2 separate regions of the Zea mays genome follow, and region 1 is linked to region 2. A link is a contact called in public Hi-C data. All regions are on one chromosome and are shown on one strand. The core of a region is the stretch at or near the end of the contact, and the rest is flanking DNA. Distances in the headings are between cores, read along the strand shown. Region 1 holds the start of LOC100283187 (adenyl cyclase). Region 2 holds the start of LOC100279763.

Region 1 (4,330 bases), core at 231-2,730, 160 kb after region 2:
AAAATGTCACTTCATGGATCTAGCAAGAGCCAACTGGGAAAAATTAGCAGATCATACATAAAATTCAATTAGCATTAAGGTCAGGAAAAAATCTGCATTTTCTGGATTACAGTAATGTATGACTGCATGGAAAAAAAACTTGATTCAAAGATAACCAGCAAGATGGTAAAATAGATTAATGAGTCTAAAGTCTAAACGAAACGTCCAGTTAGCAAATGGTTGCCAGTTAGATAATTCCTATGCAAAGGGTCTTTTTGTCGCTAAATTAGCAATAGTATGGAAAAGCTGCTACTTATCTCGATAGTGGGCCTTCTTGAATAAACTGAATAAGTTAATAGATAACCTGTAGGGTGGTCCATGTCACTTGCTTCCGTTGAGAAGTGTGCTGTCGTCATGTGACAGTGTACTGATTTCTCATTCAACCATTGAGAAGCTATGGTAGGCGATGGGAGGTTACCTAAATTAATAAACAGCAATTAGTCAGCATGGATTAATCAATCAAAACTAATTTAATCAATGATGGACCCAAAAAATGGTCATTAGTGAAACATTTCACTGCAATAGCTAAAGTCACTTAAAGATCAGTTAGTTCAGAATTTCAGATGCTTTGCAGAATGTTTGCAGCACCCTCTTTTCTTTAAGGAAAGATCAATATTAATCCAAGCAAACAATGCTCGAGATGGACAAGAGGCAACAGGGTATCAAAAGTGATGGGATGGAAGCATATATCACTACAAGGAAATGAAGCAAAGCAAATTAGAGTGCAACAAGTCAATAGACGACTCATGCTCATTCCATCCACGAACTTGTCTCTCATCAAACCCGACTTCAAGTTTCAATCACACACACATCAGCTAATCCCCAAGGAACGTACTCATGGATCACACGCATCTAAAACTATCAATCATAAGCGATAGCCACAAGGTCGACAGAATGATGCACTTCTCCGCCGCTCAAAGACCTTTACCACTTCCAGTAAGAACACGAAAAATGAAATACAAGCGAACGCGGGAGCCCTTCGAGATTCGAGGCCGTACAATGGACATGCCACTCCGCGCGCCCACCACCAGTTTGACGAAATGTCGTGCCAGGCAAACCCGCGAGCAGCACACTGGGAAGCAAGGCGCAGAGCACACATTTTATAGATATCAGGTGAGGGAGCTCACAGTGTGATCGGGAGGCGAAGCAGGAGGAGGAGAAGCCCCTGGTATGCTGCGGAGAAGACGGCGAAGCGGGAGCGCCATTGAGACGGTAAAGGAGAACGCCCTCGGCGCATGATGCGCGCCCTGGGATCGGTCCGGAGAGTATTCCGGGGATCCCCGAGGCCGCCGGTAAGGCGAGGAGGCGGCGGGCGCGCGCGGCGGCGACCTGCATGGCTTCTGCTTCTCCGGCGGCGGCCGGAGGGGAAAAACTGGGGAGGTCCGAAACGAAGTCAGACGAGGGCGAGAAGAGGAGTTGGGCTGTGAGTTTAATCGGTTGGTGTCATTTTGGTAATTGGGCTCAAGTTATGCGGCCTTGTTGGTTTGGAGTAGATTTAGGTCTTCTTTGGAACGTAGAAGTTTTAAAGAAAGGGAAATCATACAAAGATCATAGATCAGTTTATTTTCACAGAAAATACCTTGCATTCTAAAAGGGGCTTGATATAAAATTTAGACTAAAATTCACACTGAGCTATAACACATATAGATTAAAATCAATACATATGTATTCAAATAAAACACTAGGGTTGTATGCATTTCTTGAGTGGACCATGATCCATTTGTAAGAAAACATATTTTACAACACTATCAGGAGATAAAATATACCCTTATATTCTAAATAATAAACAATTTTAACCTTTTTAAGTATATGGTTAAGCTCTTAGGTGATATATGATGGTGTCACGTGTAAATTATGCTAATGGACCAATCATTCTAGCGACCATACTTTTCATCTATTTATAGGATCAAGCTTATATACAGTCTTACATAAATTTATATTTTACTCCTCTCTTTTCTCTACTACTATAAAGTGCCGATTTTAAAGGTCGTCCCGCGTTACGCGTGAAGCGTGTAGATCTATTCCTCTACCAGTTGGTCGTTACCCCATAGATAGGTCGTAAAAACCACCATAGTCAGTCATTACCCTACATGTTGTGAGAACCACCTAAGCCCAACACGACAGGAAGTCGTACTCAACACAGCGCTCCCTCATAGTACCAACCCGCTATATAAAGTTGAACGAGCGACCGAGCGAACTATATAGAAGAGGGTCGTACTCCTTTTCAACTTATTATATCTTTCTAGGCCTTTTGGCTAAGATAAGTGTAATATTTGTTCTTGTGTACCCTCGCAACACACATGTATTGTACTAGTAAATAGTAATGTTTCACATTCAGCTACATACATTGTTGACCTTTTGCTGTGCAAACATGTCAGCACATCTCAATTGAAGTTTCTGAAAGGGAAATGCGCCTTTGATCCATTTTTATATTGGTTTTGGTGTTTGATGACCATCACAACCTCATGAACTAACTATTTTGCTAAGTGTTTGGTTGTAGAATTGACTTGTTGAATTTAGAAGATCAAATACAAATAAATAATCTAGACTTAGAGAAAAAGGGCATGTTGAGTAGTAAATGAACTTTGGACATTTAAACATTTAGGGCTAGTTTGGGAGCCACAAAACCGGAGGGGGTTAGAGGGCTTTGAATAAGGAGGGGATTTTAGCCCTTCCAATCTCCTTCGGTATTTGGACTCCCAAACTAGCCCTTAGATAAGTTATAAAAAACCCTAATGAAAGGGAAATGACCTTTTACCATTTTCTCTAAATTGATTTCGATGATTAATGACCATCACAATCTAATGGACTAACTAGTTTGCCTAGTTGGTTGTTTCACAAGTGCATAAGTCTATCCATCTCAAATTTAAGTCTAATGTTCGAAATAACGTAGATTATTCTGGACAGTAGAGCTTTCTAAAGAAATCACCTATGCGCGGACCGCCTGGGCCCTTTAGGTGGATCGTCTGCGACACCTCGGTGCATCTTGAGCAGGAACTATGCAAATTTTAGAACTTCTACTACGGACTGTTCGAAGGAGAGAAGAATACCATCCGAGACTAAGCGCAGACTGTCTAGCCCTCAGGCGTAGACCGCCCGCTCGTTAGAAACCAGAGAAACCCGAAGGTGCGCGGTTCGGTAAAAAAAATTAGCGTCCTCGTGGACTGTCCGGGGTGCACGGTCGGACCGTCCACGATTGCTTTATCTGACATATGACGACACATTTAATGCACTTATAGTCGTTGATATAGTCGTTATTGAAAGTTGCCTAGAGGGGGTGGATAGGCGGAAACTCAAATCTACAACTTTAAGCACACTACAAGCCGGGTTTAGCGTTAAAATAAAATTCGAGTCTGAGAGAGAGGGGAAAACAAATCAACCAAGAAAATAATGCGGATGACACGATCATTTGTTTTACAGAGATTCGGTTCTAAAGAACCTAGTCCCTATTGTGGTGGTCACAAAGACCAGATCTTTTTCAACCCTTTCCCTCTCTCAAATGGTCACTTAGACCGAGTGAGGCTTCTTCCTTAATATCACGGGTCACTTAGACCCCGCAAGGATCACCACACAATTGGTGTCTCTTGCCTTGCTTACAAAGCTTGAGAGTAAGAAGTGAGAAAGAAAAGAAAGCCAAGCCAAGCAAACAAGAGCAATAAGGAACATAAAGAATCCTCTTACAAGTCCTAATGCGCTAGAGTTGAATTTGAGACTTTGAGTGGATCGATCACTTGAATTGTGTCTTTGAAGTGAAGTGTATTGCTCTTGTATTGAATGCACTGTGGTGAATGCTTGGACGGTTGGAGAGAAGGTGGTTGGGGGGTATTTATAGCCCCCACCCACCAAAACAACTGTTGGGGTGGCTGCTATCGATGGGCGCACCGGACTGTCCGGTGCGCCAGCCACGTCACCCAACCGTTAGGGTTCGGACGCAGATGACCGTTGGAGCTTTGTCTTCTAGTTAGAGGTGGGCGTTCGGGTTACCCGAAAATTTCAGGTCGGGTAATTCGGGTATTTAAAATTTCGGGTTTTGAGAATTGATACCCGAAATTACAACGGGTTTTACAATACCCGAAAATTCGGGTACCCAAAATTTCGGGTTCGGGTATTCCCAAACTACCCGAACTGTTGTGTTGGCTTCATAAAAATACATACACCCTATTAAATTAGTATAAAAATATACTTTGAATAATGATATACATGGACATATAAAATACAAGCAATCTACAATCATAAGTTATGCATATTTACACATAATTATAGATGTACAAATTAATAATCTCTACTACTT
Region 2 (4,015 bases), core at 752-3,251:
TGTAACTGTTTCAAACCAGAGATGTGTATTGCAGCTGTTAAATCTATCGGCGATTGACCGTAACGATGAAACATTCTCTATGCACTTATCTGTGATGGAACGAGTAAAGTAAAAAAGTTACAGTTAAATATGAGATCAAGGGAGAGAATGTTGGATTGATCTCCACCAAGATGGGCCCAACGGTCATCTTGGGCCTTTGATCGCACCCTGATCGAGGGTGCCCAACCCTACATGGTTGGTGGGCCCCTGTCACACTGCGCTATAAATAAAAGAGTGGGGGCCGGCGGCTTAGATGACGCAGTTCGCTAGAGCCGCATTCCCCACCGACAAACCCTAACACCGATCTGAGAGAGGGTGCGCAGCCAGTGACGGGAAGACACCGCCGTTCTTCGCTGTTGCTAACCTCGCTGCACCGACTGTCGCTGCCCTAGCGCAGTCTTCACCAACGAACCTGATGGCGGCTGGATATGCATCCTCCAACATGCATGCGCTTCCTACTGACGGTAACAATCTAATACTGTTTTGATATATTAGTTAAGAACCTGAAATTACCCTACAGAACACAGTTTACCCCACTGATCTACTCCTAGAGATCCTGTTGAATACTTGAATCTAACATGTCATTCATATTGCCTTTGACCCTAGAACTTGTTTGTCTCATTAAAAACTCGTTATATGAATCCCAAACCTGCTTTTAGGATGTCCTCAAGGTATGATCAAAACAATTTTGCACTTCAAAGATCAAACTCAACTTAGAAACTTTGTCGCGGATCTTTAACAGAAGGGAGGTCAAAACATAATCCATAAACCATTGGATTCTGCAAGAGCCCTAGAGGAATATGTATGAGACACATTCACGATATGGTTACTAAATACACCTACTTAGATTGTGCAAGAAGTCCAAGGTGGAAAGGTTAGCTGTTCAGCATGAAATTTGCTCGCATGCGTACAATATAATAATGGCACCATGCACGATCTCCTAGACTTCTCCTTTCCATAAATGATTGAAAATGGTTCATACATTCTGACTGTCAGCATTTGGATACTAGTTTACTCACAGAGCTCTACGTCGAAACAGTTTGGCCAGCCAAAATTTGGATCGGCCAAAGGCCAATTGGAACCGAGAACAAAACATGCCCATGATCTTGTCGGCAAGAGCACATAATCGGAAGGGACGATGCTTACACACTGACCTTGGCAACATCCTCGACCTGATCCAAAAGGGATAGCACATGGCGCAGTGTGAGGGAGCGGTACCACAACTGGCCGAGGTGCTTATTCTTCCTGCCAAGCAGCTTCTTCGCCTCCTCCATCTCCCCCTTGAGTCCGGTAATGCTCTCTGCAGACTCGCTGAACAGCCGCAGGATCTGTAGCCACGGCGCATGAATGAAGAGGAAAACGGAAATTAAACCTACAGCCATTTGACTTTAGGTACACATGGCTAGAGGGCTCCTCGGTCCTCACCATCAGGGAAATAAACAAAACGAAAGGGATTCCTAGGTGGGTGGGCGGACTGCGACGAACCTGGGAGTAGTTCTGGATGGCCTTGTTGAAGCCGTGGTGGTAGGCGTGCACGACCTCGTCCACGACGTCCTCGATGAGGTCGCTCTGCTCTTTGAGGAACTGGATCTCGCCCTCGCGGTCCTTGGAGGTGAGGATGTGCACGACGTGCGGCAGCGAGTCGAACCGCGCGGCCGCCCAGCTCTCGTCGATCCGCGACAGGCTTTCCTTGAGGTACTGCGCCCCCGCACGGAGACGACGGGAATTAGCATTTCCGACGACTACAGTTCCGGAATATCCAACGCGAGGAACGAACGACGGTGGGGAAGCAAAGAAGGGGGCTTACGGATTTGTCGGCCGGGATGGGGAGGCCATCGAAGATGCCGCGGCGAGGCCCGCTGCGGCTCATCGTGCGGGAGGGCACCGGCGGAGGAGCAGGGTTGCCGTCCGGCAGTCGCGGCGTCGCCTCTCAGGAGATCCGGCTGGCGGTGGGGAGCGGTTGGCGACCGCGTAGCGTAAGCACAGCTGGTGTGTGTGTGTGTGTATGTCGATGGTGCGTGGTCCAGGTCCACAACCTCCATCAGCGTTACTGCGTCAGCGACAAGGAGCAGACGGGTCGTTCTAGTTCGGCCCAGTGTGCGTGTGTCCGGTCCAGGGTAACCCATAACTGAGGAAGGATGGGTAGAAGGCCCATTCGGAGATTTGAAAGTTGAATGAAGAGAGGATTGACGGAGATTTTAAATCCTTTCTGCTCAATTTTGACTAGCAAAAAATCTAATCCCCCTCAATTCAAACCTGTCCTCCTGTTAATGCTGCAGCCTATACGGTTGGTTAGATATTTGATATCGTCCACTGATTTATGTTTAACTAAAACACTGATATCGTCCTTGCGCCAGTCCAGCAGCAGCATAGCGGCTAGGTTTGTGTCGTTGGCTGAGATCTGTTACTGCTCACGCGCCCACGCTCCATCGCCCTCCATCTCCACACGCTCTGTCTCCACGTCGCCTCTCTCCATCGCTGGGACGCATCGGCAGCGGACCAGGAGCCGGTGACGCGGTCTGCAGCCACAGAGGAGAGAGGTAAGGAGGATGATCCTTTGACGTTGTCTGTTCTCTACTTGTCGTTGCCTGTTCTCCTATTAGGACTAAGACGTCCTGTGCCGTGGGAACAACTTGATTCTTGCGTGTTAATCGATCAGGTGAAGGAGCACTAAAGAAATCACGGCCTGCGTTCGCTTGCAGGCATAACATGAACTGTGGTTGACCAGGTGAAGGAGCATTAAAAAATCACGGCCTGCGTTCGCTTGCAGGCGCAACATGAACTGCAGTGGCTGGGTTCTCTGTCTGAGTGAGTGAGTCGGCCATGGGCCATGGCTGCAGCCGCCGTGTGGGCGTGTGGCATGGACAGAGGTTGTGCTACTCTGATCATCCTGCAGCTGAGCAGCGAGACGATCTTCGCCATCAGGTTGTTGACAACTCCATTAGCAGAAAGCATTTGCATAGCCATATTACTCTGGTTGGGAGACAAATCTTCGATGGTAGATCGGTTTGTCTTTAATTTTGGATGGAGATAGGCATATATTGTATTGCTGACCAATAAAACAACAAAAGATTAGCAGCTCCAACTCAAAAGATTAACATTTTGTATTTAATTTTGGATGGAGATCCAACGATTAGTGCCATGCAGCATCTGCGTAGCCATATTTGGATGGAGAGACGTTTCCTGCGTCTACCGAGCTCTTGCAGCCGCGAATTCATAAAGCATCTCTTGTTTGTTTTCCTGCATAACACAACCGGGCTCCAGACATGTAAAAATGGTTTCTCAGCTAGACTCATCAGATACGCGCGCCAGAAGCGTAGCTAGTGGAGCAGGCCACGTGCATACAGACCAAGCAGGCGCGGCATACGTCTAGCACGTATTCCTGGAGCACTTTTTATTTTGTTTTTTCATCGTATATTTTAATTGAAATATTCAATCACTAAACCAATTTCAGATTTGTGTTCTTCGTATTTTTACGAACAAAATTAGATTACACTTGCTATGTAAATTTTAAAGATTTTTTTATTTATTTTATCCTATCTTTATTTTGGTACGGATAACCAAACAAATGATACATTTGGTCTGAATGCACTAATACAAACAACCAAACAAAAGTCTGTTGTATGGATCTAGCCTGACCATATGAGCCTGGCTCCTCAACTACTGGCCAAGTCGAACCTGATTGCCATCATGACGCAACCAATCACATGGATACACTTTGACTTGAATCATCTTTATCTTATGCATTTTGTTAAATTATACCTGAAAACAGCACGGTACAGACACCGATTGACATATAGTATGCCTTATGTAGTTACATTAGTGAACTAGGCATTTTGTTAAGTGATCATATTTCTGATTTTTCTGTAGGTGCATAATCTTATTAGACTATCATTGCATGTGACCATTCTGACATGGACCAGTCTTGTCAGGCTCATCGGACCTCGCCGCGTCAGCTAGCTGTTCAATATAGGAT

What was found. A called contact is a pair of places that touch in the nucleus more often than the background predicts.
Region 1: a Hi-C map of leaf mesophyll shows a contact between it and region 2, with 2.5 times the contacts expected there. The contact joins the promoter of LOC100283187 here to the promoter of LOC100279763 in region 2. A contact is called at or near these places in 6 of 25 Hi-C or Micro-C datasets (ear, endosperm, leaf and 3 more).

The regions. Positions count from the first base shown.
Region 1 is chr7:181,098,296-181,102,625 of Zm-B73-REFERENCE-NAM-5.0, forward strand. LOC100283187 (adenyl cyclase) reads right to left here and starts at 1,481. Exons shown (of 11, transcript NM_001156089.2): 1 at 1,167-1,481; 2 at 344-457. The coding sequence starts at 1,374. It also overlaps the pseudogene LOC111589887.
Region 2 is chr7:180,935,676-180,939,690 of Zm-B73-REFERENCE-NAM-5.0, forward strand. LOC100279763 reads right to left here and starts at 2,002. Exons shown (of 26, transcript NM_001152721.2): 1 at 1,847-2,002; 2 at 1,525-1,737; 3 at 1,194-1,367. The coding sequence starts at 1,909.